2 separate regions of the Mus musculus genome follow, and region 2 is linked to region 1. Evidence: chromatin contacts called from public Hi-C data. All regions are on one chromosome and are shown on one strand. The core of a region is the stretch at or near the end of the contact, and the rest is flanking DNA. Distances in the headings are between cores, read along the strand shown. Region 1 overlaps Enpp3 (ectonucleotide pyrophosphatase/phosphodiesterase 3). Region 2 overlaps Akap7 (A kinase (PRKA) anchor protein 7).

Region 1 (5,708 bases), core at 1,937-4,436:
GTGTGGGGGGGACTACTCACTTCCATCCTGTCACTTCTGGAATTTTTCACTGTCTCCGCCATTGTCTCTGCAGCCACTTTCTTTGTGTTACGAGCTCAACCGTCAGTTCTGACAATAGATCTACAAGACCATTCATGCAAGCCAAGCCTTTCCATTGGGCCTGAATCTGTAACATCAGGGGAGGTAGTGCAGGAAGATATCTCCCAGCCCATTCTCTGCGTTGCCTGCGGGTTGTTTGGACCAAGCACAGACATACCCTCTTACCTCTTAGAACCAATCACAATTTTTGAGACTTGTGCATCTTACCAATTGTTGACCTAGTTAGTCATGGAGTTCTCCCTGGTAGATAGCAAGGGAAGTGGCGCCTCTCTGACCCAGGTGTGGATGACTGCGGGTTGGGACTACACAAAGTCCATTAGGAAGTATCTTCAAACAGCCTTGGATGCGGCTCTGCCTTCAGGAGCCCAGGGAATCTGCTCCAGTCTTTGGCAGGAAGGGCATCTGCAGAGTGTTTGAGATAAGTGCTGTCAGATTGAGTTCTTATGTTCAAGGCAGAAAGGACGGCAACAGATGGTCCAACACTGCTAACCCGGAGCTGTGTGGCCCCTTCCTCCCTAATTCTTTGTTCATTTCAACGAAAGTGAAGGGTTTATTATCAACACTAATAGTGATTTTTAATAGATTTGAATAGATTTGACAGTAGGCGCCCGCCCAGTGCCTCAGGGAAAGATGGTTTGCCCTTATTTGTCTCACCAAAGCTAGTTTCTCACTAGACCTGAGAAAGAGTCCCTCTCCAGCAAAAAGTGTCAGTTAGGCATAGTTTCATATGACCCTGCTATCATTCAGAGCTTCTAAAAAGATAATGCCTATTAAATATTTAATATAATTTGTTTTTATAGGAAGAATAGAAAATGTTCTGTAAATAAAGAATAAAATTTACTGCTTTAATGTTTTTATTATGCCGTGTGTGTGTGTGTGTGTGTGTGTGTGTGTGTGTGTGTAATGACAGCAGTGACATGGATGCTGAAAATTAAATTAGGGTCTTCTGCAAGAGCAACAAATGCTTCTAACCATCGAGTCATCTCTCAAGCCCAAAGAACACGGTTTTGTAATTACAAGTATTGTGGTTTATGCCTTTTAATCCCAGCACTAGGGAGGTAGAGGCAGGTGGATCTCTGGAGTTCCAGGCCACCCTGGTCTATACAACCAATTCCAAGCCAGCCATGGCTACATAGTGAGGGCCTGTCTGAACAATGCCAACAAACAACAAAGAGGATAGCATCTTAATACTTGACACTCATGGCATGCTTAGGTGGCAAGGTGATCATTTAAGCAATGTAGCTTTTCTCTAGAGAAATAGAAGTTCATGCAGATTCATCATGGAGATGGTTCCAGTGTAGACAGACAAGAGGCTGAGGACTTTGGGAAATGAAACTCAGCTAAGTCACATCTGGAAACAAATCTACAGGCGGCAGAATTGATAGCAGGCATTACAGTGTGGGTGGTTTTGTCATTCATATCCCACAAAGGCATTCATTGATGCCTTCCATTTCCAAGCTATATGGAATTTTTTTTTTTTAACAGATCTTCTGCACATTGAACCAGCACCAAACAACGGTACTCATGGCAGTCTGAATCATCTTCTGAAGACACCGTTTTACAAGCCATCACATGCAGGAGAGTTGTCAACGCCTGCTGACTGTGGTTTTACTACTCCCCTGCCTACAGACCCACTAGACTGCTCATGCCCTGCACTACAGAATGTGAGTGACAATTTCATGTCTTTACAAGAATGTAAAGGCGCCATCTTACTTACTGAGTAATTGCATATGGTTTCTCTGAACTTTATCAGGAAGTGAGAGATTATGGTGTGTACACTATTCGAGTAAGTGTGTGTGTTGAACTTTCTTTAACCATTCAAAATAGTAATCTTGGTGCTCTTCAAGTTCCCTTTTAAACCCCTTTCTTACAGTAAAATCAGACGAGCATCCTCAGCTACTTAGAACAAAGCGGCAGGGATTATAATCAGGTTTTAGGCACACGCAGTGGTGTGTGCTGCATGGCATTTGTTGAGCAGTGGTATAGAGTCAGCAGGAGGCAAGGGAACACTGCAAAAATGGCAGTGTGTGCTGAGCCAGTCCTTTTAACAGATTGAGCCCTGGGCTGAGTCCAGAAGGACGGCTTCAGATCCCAGGAGACTCTTGAAAAGGTTAAGTTTCACTGCTAGGAAGAGACACAAGGGCAAAGACTCAGAAGAGGAACTTACAGTGTAAGAGGTACATGTAGGAATTGCTCCTTACTGCTGTGGGTGAAGACTTTAGAGGACAGAAAGTCCAGTGAAGCGTCTCACGTCCACAGGAAAATCTCCTCCTAGGGTTGTGGTGTTCTTCTCTTTGCATTTAACTTCCGATCGAGAGTTCCTACATTCTGTTCCAGATAGCCTCAGTAGAGCTGCCATAAAAAATCATGAATAACATAAAATGGGTGACTTGTTCCACATTGTGGAGATAGAAGGGGCCCAAGAGAAGTCAGATATACTAGTCAAGGTTTTTCAAGCCTAGTCTATCTGAATACAATCCCAGCATCCCTCTCTGTAAAGCGTGCCTCTTGCTGTTCAAAATGTGGTCTTAGAACCTGCTTATATATCTCTTCTCAGTCAGAAAGATGTGCATAATTAATTTCAGGCCATACCCCAGACTTGCTCAGTCAGAATGTGAATTTTAACAAGTCCTTATGGAAGCTATATTCACAGAAAAGTCTGAGATGCATTGGGATGCAATCATCCCAATTTAATTCCAGCTATGGTCAAGATGCTTGTTCCCATTAACAATATCTCTGCAAACACACACACACACACACACACACACACACACACACACACACACACACAATGGGGCAGAAATCCCTCTGATTTGTTTTGTTTTGTTTTTAACACTGACTTATCAGTTCTCTTCTCTCTCTTTTCTAGACGCCTGGTCTAGAAGAGCAAGCAAACCAAAGGCTAAATCTTAGCGAAGGCGAGGGTGAGTCGGTAGTAATGTGATGGTGAGAGCTAACAATACACAACACCACCCTTGGATTTCCCAGACTGAATTCAAGACTCTTGAATGTAGATTTTATGGGCAATATAAAGGAGGAACAAGCAAGCAAACCCAGAGTTCTAAGAGCAGAGTAGGCTTAGGGTTAGGCTTAGGCTTAGGCTTAGGGTTACAATGCTGGGGTGCATCTGCTAGTCCCTGTCGAAGATATGAACAGACTAAAGTGCTGGGCTTGTACCTGACCTCTGTGGCTGTCCTGTGCCTAACCTGGGCCCAGTCATTTCCTTTCACTGTGCTTCCATCTCTCCATCCGAAGTACTTGGACCCACCTCGCGCAGTTGTAAAGTCTGTAGAGAGAATTTACAAGTGTTTCCCTGCATTATTAGGACCATTATGTATTGAATTCCTAATGCTTCAGTTGAACCTTTTGTAGATAGGGATCCAGGCATTCTTAATATGTATAGAGGATTATTTTTGGACCTCTTGTAGATACCCCACATCTGAGGATGCTGGAGTCCTTTATATAAATAGGTGTTGTATGTGCATGTGGCATCTATGTCTCCCAAAAACTTTAAATTATTTTTAAATTACTTATAATATCCAATATAACATAAATGTTGTAAGAATAGTGATTATAGGACATTGTTTGGGGATGAATGATAAGAAAAAAAGCTTGCATATGCTCAGTTCAAATATATATATAAAATACTTTATTATATATACATATATATGTATATACATGTATATGAATGATATTGTCAAGCTGTTTTGGTTGAGTTATATTAACAACTTGCACATAAATAGAAATAGATGATACAGGTAGGTGGGCTGGTAGGTAGATACATAGATATACAGTTATGTAGACAGATGCTAGAAGCCATCAGCTCCTGCCCAGACAGATAGAGGGGTGACTTTGCAACAGAAGTTGACTTCACAGAGTTCTGGAAACTGAGTCCAACATCAAGGCGCCAGCAGATTCCATGCTGTCTCATTCTTACCTCGCAGAGCAGACATCAATAAAAATCTCTCTGGGGTCTCACCTCTAAGGTTCAAATCCCGTTTATTAGAGTTTTACTTCATGACCTAAATTATCTCGTAAAGGCCATCCCTCCAAGCACCATCACCCTGGGGGACAGAGTTTCAGTATGACTTAGGAAAGGCCAAAGCAGACATACTTTTTAATAAAACTCTAATATTTCTTTAGTTATTTAGCCTGTAAAATATGCACTTTTGCTCTTGAGTCTTTTTTTCTTTTAAACTATATCTTGAGAGCTCTTAATAGTAAAGCTGTGGAGGAGGCAGACTACAGATCTTTGCTTAGCACCTGGGTTGGCCTGGTTACTTATCTGAACTGTACTTTTGTGGTGGGCATAATGAGATAATAACCTATCTCCCAGGGTTGTTGTAAAATGTTACTCCAAATGCCTGATACATGCTCAGACAGTGGAGGTTACCAATTTTACTAATTTCACAAATGTTTTATGTGAATTCAATTTTAGTTGCAGCAACGGTGAAAGCAAATTTGCCATTTGGGAGGCCCAGGGTGATGCAGAAGAACGGAGACCACTGTCTCCTTTACCACAGGGACTACATCAGTGGGTACGGCAAAGCTATGAAGATGCCCATGTGGAGTTCATACACCGTTCTCAAGCCGGTGAGCTTTCAGCCCAGCGAGCAGCGAGCACCGGAAACATTCTGATGCTGGGCACCGCAAGGGTTGAATTCTGTTTTGCTGAAGGCTTCCCAAAGTGAGGGTGGACTTCTGCCACTTTTGAGGAAATGCTACAGATATGATAGAAAGGCCTTTATAGGTGGGAAGAGAGAAGGAAGGCAGTGTGTTGTGCCTGGAGAAGTTGGAAATAACAATTTAGGCCTAAGTGCCAAGGAGGGAGAAAAAGATGGTTCAAACAAGTACGCATTAACATTAATACCGTCCAATTAAGTTCTTTTGCAATTTTGTTAGTGTTGTTCCAAAAAAGCCAGAAGGTCATAAAAATATGGATTTGCGGCTCATATTTGGGATGTAAGTCAAGCAGGAAGCAAAAGGTGAGTGATCCACCCATCCATCTTCCTGGCTGTAAGGCAGGTGGACCTTGAAGGTGAGGGTGACTTACAAGGCTCTTGCCTCTGATTATTTAATGAGCATGTTGGTGTCTGCCGTGAGCTGTGAAAGGCACAGTATGAATATGATCTAACCCTTCCTTGAATGATCTGGTGCTCTAGAATGTGGTGTGAACCTATGTGTCATGTCACAGGTCTCTCTGGCCTGAAGTTGAGGATCTGCGGTGTAAATCTCCTTCCCTGTTCACTATCTGGCAAACCCCCAATTGCCCAATTGGCGCCAGAAGGGTTAGTCCCCATCATGAAGAAAAGACTAGATCCCTGACTCACAATGTACACAAAGCTAACCTGCTGCTTGACATATCCTAAATATGAATGGCAAGTCCATATTTCTCACTTACAGTTTTATGACCTTGGGGGTTTTTGGAACAATGCTAACAAAATTACAAAAGAACTTAATTAGACTACATTAATGCTAATGTGTGTTGAAAGGGCCATCATAGATTACTAGTACATTTGCATTGCACATTGAAACAAATTATAGATATCACAAATAGTGATTAGGATCTAAGATAATCAACCTCTATACATAAACACTAGAATGACAAA
Region 2 (5,708 bases), core at 2,094-4,593, 450 kb before region 1:
GCTATGAACATAGTGGAGCATGTGTCCTTCTTACTGGTTGGGACATCTTCTGGATATATGCCCAGGAGAGGTATTGCGGGATCCTCTGGTAGTACTATGTCCAGTTTTCTGAGGAACCGCCAGACTGATTTCCAGAGTGGTTGTACAAGCTTGCAATCCCACCAACAATGGAGGAGTGTTCCTCTTTCTCCACAGAGGATGATTATTTTTAATTGAATATTTTTATGCAATAAATTCTGATTATGTTTTCCCCTCCTCATCTTCTCCCAGATCCTCCCCACCTTTCTCTCTCTCATTAGGAAACACACAGGCAAATAAAACAAGATAACCAGAATAAAACAAAACGAATACAAAAAAGCATGAGAAACACACACACACACACACACACACACACACACACACACACACACAAAACCCATAAAATGCAAATTGGAAACCATAATATGATCTTCCTTATAATACAGTTAGTCATCTCTTGAATCAACCTCTTAATAACTAAAGATAACTGTGTGTTACAGTAGCACTTTTGTGTTCTTTTTATCTTCTTCAGAGACTGCGAAAAGAACATTTCGGGAAAAAGGCATCCTAGCTGGAGAAAGCAGAACTTTTAAGCCCCACCTGACCTTTATGAAGCTGTCCAAAGCACCGATGCTCAGGAAGAAGGTGGGTGCTCGTATGTAACGCTGGCCTTGGTTTGCAGGGCACAGCAGGCTGCAGCGTAGTTAGGGGTGTAAATGATAGTTTGTATTTTTTGGCGCCCTAACCTTCTTGTTCCTGGGACCCTTGGTCAATTCAGTTCTAACCCAAGGGTGTCGGAGATCTCAGTGTTTCTAGGAAGCTGTTAGAGCTTGTTTGCTGCGTGGTTGTTAGGTGCACAGCGACACCTCTGATTGCTGTGGCTTCTTTTGCGACTCCTCCCAGGAGAAACCTCTAGATGGTGCCAGAGGTCACTCGTGCCACCTTGGTTAGGTCTTCTGCCTCCTTCAGCTCTAGGGGCTTTTCCCCATGCTAGCTGGCCTTTATTCACCTGCTGCTCACTGCAGTCTGCGGTTCAAGCCCAAGCTGAGGAAGACAGTCTCGCGCTTTAGCCCAGGGGTTTCTTACTCAATTTAACTCACCAGCTGACTTCTGTTATAGCAGAATTTCTGAGATGAGCGTACAGATCAGTGTCCACTCCCAGCCCCGCGTTCTCCTCTGCCCTTGTTAAGGCTTGTTTGCAGCTTTATGAAGAAGGTCATGCTTATTAGTAAGTAGCAACCTCTCCCCGCCCCCGCCCCGCCCCGCCCCGCCCAATTTAGCATGTTCTGTTCTCAGAACTGTTTTTTTTTTTTGTTCTTTAAGCATGGGTTTGAGTGATCTATCCTGTGCTTATGTGCTGTCTACAAACTGTTGTTAAAGACGCCCTCAAAAAGATATCTTGCCTATTGTTGATAGTTATGTGAACAATTGATTAACGTGACCATGAGGCATGATTACAAAAATTCATTTGGTAAAATGACTATGTAAGTACTAGTCTTTGCAGCCCTGAGTGGCAGCCCGCAGAGCCTATAGACTGTTTGCTTCTCACTCACTATCTTTCTTGTTTTGCTGTCAATGGATCGTCGTCTTCCAAGTGGTTTCCCACTTAACCCCAGAGTGAAAACTCGGTTGTGAAGGTAATTCCCCTATTATAAATGCTGCTTTGTCTTTACGATATCAACTTGCAATGGGAGCACCCAGCGACGTTCACCAAATGGATGTTTAATTGCCCAGGTTCTGGATTTCAGCCTTTCAGACTGTCTGCATGTGGTTTCTTGGCAGTTAGCTGCGTAGAATCGACTCCCTCGTCTCCCCCAGAGGGAAGGGATGTGGCACTCAGGTTTAAATGCTTTAAGCGAGGTTGCGTCCTCGAGTTCTAATTCCTGTCTCTGTGTCTATTTTCAGTCTCATGTTCTTCCCTCTCACCGGCCAACTGCAGGTCACCCAAGTTCATTTATAAATATGGGGAGCATCTATTAGAAGCCATGATTTGGTAGCGATTACGTGCTGGGGACGGTTGCTTTGACCTAGGCTGGTAATCAAGATGGAAGGTTTCTGCTCGAATGATGTATGAACTTGAAACCAGGTTGCATTCTGTTTAGATTAGAAGGCTGAATCTACGGAGAACAAATTACCGCATCCTCTCTGTTCTCCATGGAGGAGATGCAACAAGGCCCCCAGTAAGTGCCTGACAGCACAGCCACCACTCATCACTGTATGTGTTCTCATCCCCACATGTGTGCTTACTCACTCAGAGGGGTTTATCTTCGATACATCAAATGCCAGCATCAGCCCTGTGCACTTTGGGGCCTTTATTATGTAAATGTAAGAATTACTTAAATTCTGTGATGCCGAGACAACCGGTCTGATCTCAGATGTGGTGACCGAGTGGCTACGGGGAGCTCCCTGTAGTTAGTGTGACTCTGTTGGTAAAGGGTTGATTCCCATCCTGGGTGGGGCCGGGTAGCAGAGGGTCTCATGCTGCTCAGAAAGGTGCATAATTCAAGACTGGTACGTTCTCTCTCTCTGGAATATCTTTCACTGGGTTCTAGTGCCCACTGTCAGCCTCCTTTTATGATGAGGCCTCCTTAAGTTGCCCAGGCTGGCCTTCAATTCTTGGTCCTCCTCCTCCTTCTCCTTCTCCTCCTCCTTCTCCTCCTCTGTCTCCCAGAATTGTGGGTGTGTATCACCAGGGAAGCTATTTCTCAAATTTTCTATTCAATACTTTTAAAGTGTGGTTGATCACAGAGAACTGAAAGTTTACATAAAGGTGCTGTTGTGGAGAGCCCTGGGGCTAATTATATCTGATGTTAATTCTGTTCTCCTGTGAGTGGTTGTGAACATGGAATTCTTCAGCCCTCAGGTGATTTCCTGTAAACCTGCTTAATTTGTAAAATAAAGGAAAGCTGAGGATTGGGCAGATAAAAGGGAAGTTGGAGTGGAAGGTGAGGAGAGAGAAGGAGAAAATGGAAGAGGGAGAGGATGCAGAGGAGGAGGAAGAAGAAGAAAAGCTGAGCAGAAGCACATGGCCTGGAGAAACCGCAATTTCTAAAGGGTCTCATAGATGTGGAAGATGATAGTGTAGTGGTAGATCTCTCTAATCTAGGCACACAGCATGTAATCATATTAACTGAGTTGTGTTTTCATTGCCAGGGCATATGTGGGTTGGAGAGTTACCACAACAAGGTGGGGCTTCTGACTGCCTGTTTAGATCCTTCCGCCTTCCGCCTTCCGCCTTCCCCCTTCCGCCTTCCACCCCTCCAGGTGCCTGGCCTGCTGCTTTCCATTGGACACCTCCTCCTGGGCAGTAACGTATCACCGTGTCAGCAGTTCTTTGCTGTCATCTTAGAGAACTAATTTTTGATGTAGAATCTGAGGTCTAGTGCTCTCAGGATAGCCTAGACTGACCTTTAGAACAGTGGAGTGCCTCTAGTGCCTCTAGTGCCAGTCACAGTATTTGAGACCAACATTTGTTAAATCAGTTCTTGGTACAGGGACAGCAAGGATTATAAATAGTGGCTTGTAGAGTTGGAACAGCTCTTTAAGTTGTCAACCATGTATCCAGCATTGAAAAACATTGCAAAAAGGTATATTACTGAGGCTGGAGAGACGGCCCAGCAGTTGGGAGCATTTGTTGCTCTTGCAGAGGACTCGGGTCCAGTCCCTAGCACACATGGTGGCTCACAACATCTGAAACTCCAGGTCCAGGAGATCTGCTGTCCTCCTCTGAACCTCCAGAGACTCCAGGCATACACTTGGTGCACACCTGTACTCGAAGATAGAACACTCACAGATGTAAGATGAAATATAAATGTGTATTCTTTAACCAAGATGCCTTTGTTGCTGATATTATCATAAATAATCTTAATAAGGAAGTTCTTTGTGCATGAAGATGTCCATGCAAGCATTAGCAGTGCTAGAGAACGGTTAGGAATGATGACTATGGTAGAGGGACATTTAAGTGAGCCATGTAAAGTATACCAGTGATTTCAGCATGTGTATATAAGGACCCTATAACAGTATAAGGAAGTAAATGAAATTTAGAATGCACCGTCACCAGAGATCTGTCATGAAGTTTGGGAGGTTGCTTTGCATAACATTTACTGTGTCTGTTAATGTCTTTCAGAGGTGAAGAGCGACTTCCCAGTGCTCTCTTAGCCAGTGGTCTTTCTGATGGCGACCTCAGTATCCCTAGATTCATGAACTCCCCTCGGCATATCAAAGATTCTTACTTGGCTAATATTTGCTGGGTTCCAATGGAAGATGGCCCTGGTGACTGAGTTTAGTAAGAAGTGGTTATGGGCAGGTCAGATGATAAGTCAGGAGTGAGGGATGCCACTGGTTTTCGAGGATGTAAGCTTTCTATCACCTTGGAGGGTGCTCATTAGTGTCTAGGAGAAACATAAGGCTTTATCCAGGAGAGCCAGGGCTACAGAGAAACCCTGTCTTGAAAAAAACAAACAAACAAAAAAATTTGTTTTTTATTATACTTGTTTGTGTGTGTGCACGTGTGTAAGTAAGTACATGAATGTCATGGTGTACACACACATATGAAGATCAGAGGACAACTTACAGGAGTCTGTCCTCTCTTTCCACCACGTGGGTTCCAGGTAGCTAACTACTCCGGTGATCAGGCTTAGCAGCAAGTGGCCTTGAGCCACCTCACCAGGCCATAGCTTTTATATTTCGGCTTGACATGCTAGAAGGACATTTGGAAATAATTTTGGGTGTGATACTGAAGTATCCCCAAGACACTGGTGGTGGTTTTGTTGGGGTTGATGACTGTGTGTGTATGTGTTTTAAGAGGTGTGCTAGGCAGAAAAGGGCTGTAGATTAGCAGAGGCAATCTTGCTTGTAAGGCAGCAGGATAGACAGTACACCTACTGGTAATTGTAGGAGACACAACCCTAGAGATTAGGTTTCCTTTTTTCGTGTAGTCTTTGTCATCTTTTAATGACCCCAAAAGCTATTATCCATGTTAAAGTTAAAGGAAAATTCACAGTCTGAGCTGTAACAGGGTTTTTTTTGGGGGGGGCATAAAATATTTCATTATCATTGTGAATGGAGCCTGTGCACTCAACCCACTAAGGTCCAGCCCCAGCCCAATGGTGGCTCTCTTTACATCACATATGAAGGGGACACCAAAGCAACTGCTCTCTGAGGGGGAATCTCTGTAATAAAATTGAAGTGACATGAATTGTCTTGTTTTATAACCCAAGAAAAATCACATAATGTCTTCTGTGTTTAATCACGGGGCAAGCATTCTTTGTTCCTGTCCTGAAATCTCTACATGGTAAGAATTTTGATCAATAGTCTGAGTTCATTTTAGAGAGAGAGGTTTTCGTTTTGGTTTGAACCTCCAGCTGGCTTTCTTGTATGTATGGAAGGACAGTGACAGAGGGAATGTCCTCAGGTTCTTCTAGAAAGGTGGTGGCAGTTTAGAAACCTTACAATACACACAACTATGACAACAATAGGGAAATGGTGCATACAACCATTTTTGTGGCATACAATCTTTGTGGCTTTGTCACAGGATCTCATTGCTATTCCTGACTGGCTGAGAATCACTGTGTAGACCAGGCTAGCTTCAAACTTATAAGGAACTCTGCCCCACCCAGTGCCAGAGTTACAGGTGTGTGCTGCTATGCCAGTACATACTCGGCATCCTAGGTAAAACTGGAAAGTTATTA

What was found. A called contact is a pair of places that touch in the nucleus more often than the background predicts.
Region 2: a Hi-C map of the G1E-ER4 cell line shows a contact between it and region 1, with 3 times the contacts expected there. The contact joins two enhancer-like sites. A contact is called at or near these places in 24 of 484 Hi-C or Micro-C datasets (B cells, the Ba/F3 cell line, CD8 T cells and 11 more), 4 of 115 datasets of contacts at active chromatin or transcription factors (embryonic stem cells, extraembryonic endoderm stem cells and trophoblast stem cells) and 2 of 9 other capture datasets (embryonic stem cells and liver).

What each region holds. Positions count from the first base shown.
Region 1 is chr10:24,783,774-24,789,481 of GRCm38.p6, reverse strand. Enpp3 (ectonucleotide pyrophosphatase/phosphodiesterase 3) reads left to right here. Exons shown (of 25, transcript NM_134005.2): 18 at 1,585-1,763; 19 at 2,969-3,023; 20 at 4,538-4,692. Among named protein-coding and RNA genes, the nearest start is that of Enpp3, 50 kb to the left of the region's middle. Within about 2 kb of position 3,186, at least 9 of the 459 cell types and tissues checked have an H3K27ac peak or open chromatin away from gene starts, as enhancers often do. A contact at or near this core is called in the G1E-ER4 cell line, where this site is marked.
Region 2 is chr10:25,234,581-25,240,288 of GRCm38.p6, reverse strand. Akap7 (A kinase (PRKA) anchor protein 7) reads left to right here. Exons shown (of 8, transcript NM_001379238.1): 6 at 551-663. Among named protein-coding and RNA genes, the nearest start is that of Gm25016, 29 kb to the left of the region's middle. Within about 2 kb of position 3,343, at least 5 of the 459 cell types and tissues checked have an H3K27ac peak or open chromatin away from gene starts, as enhancers often do. A contact at or near this core is called in the G1E-ER4 cell line, where this site is marked.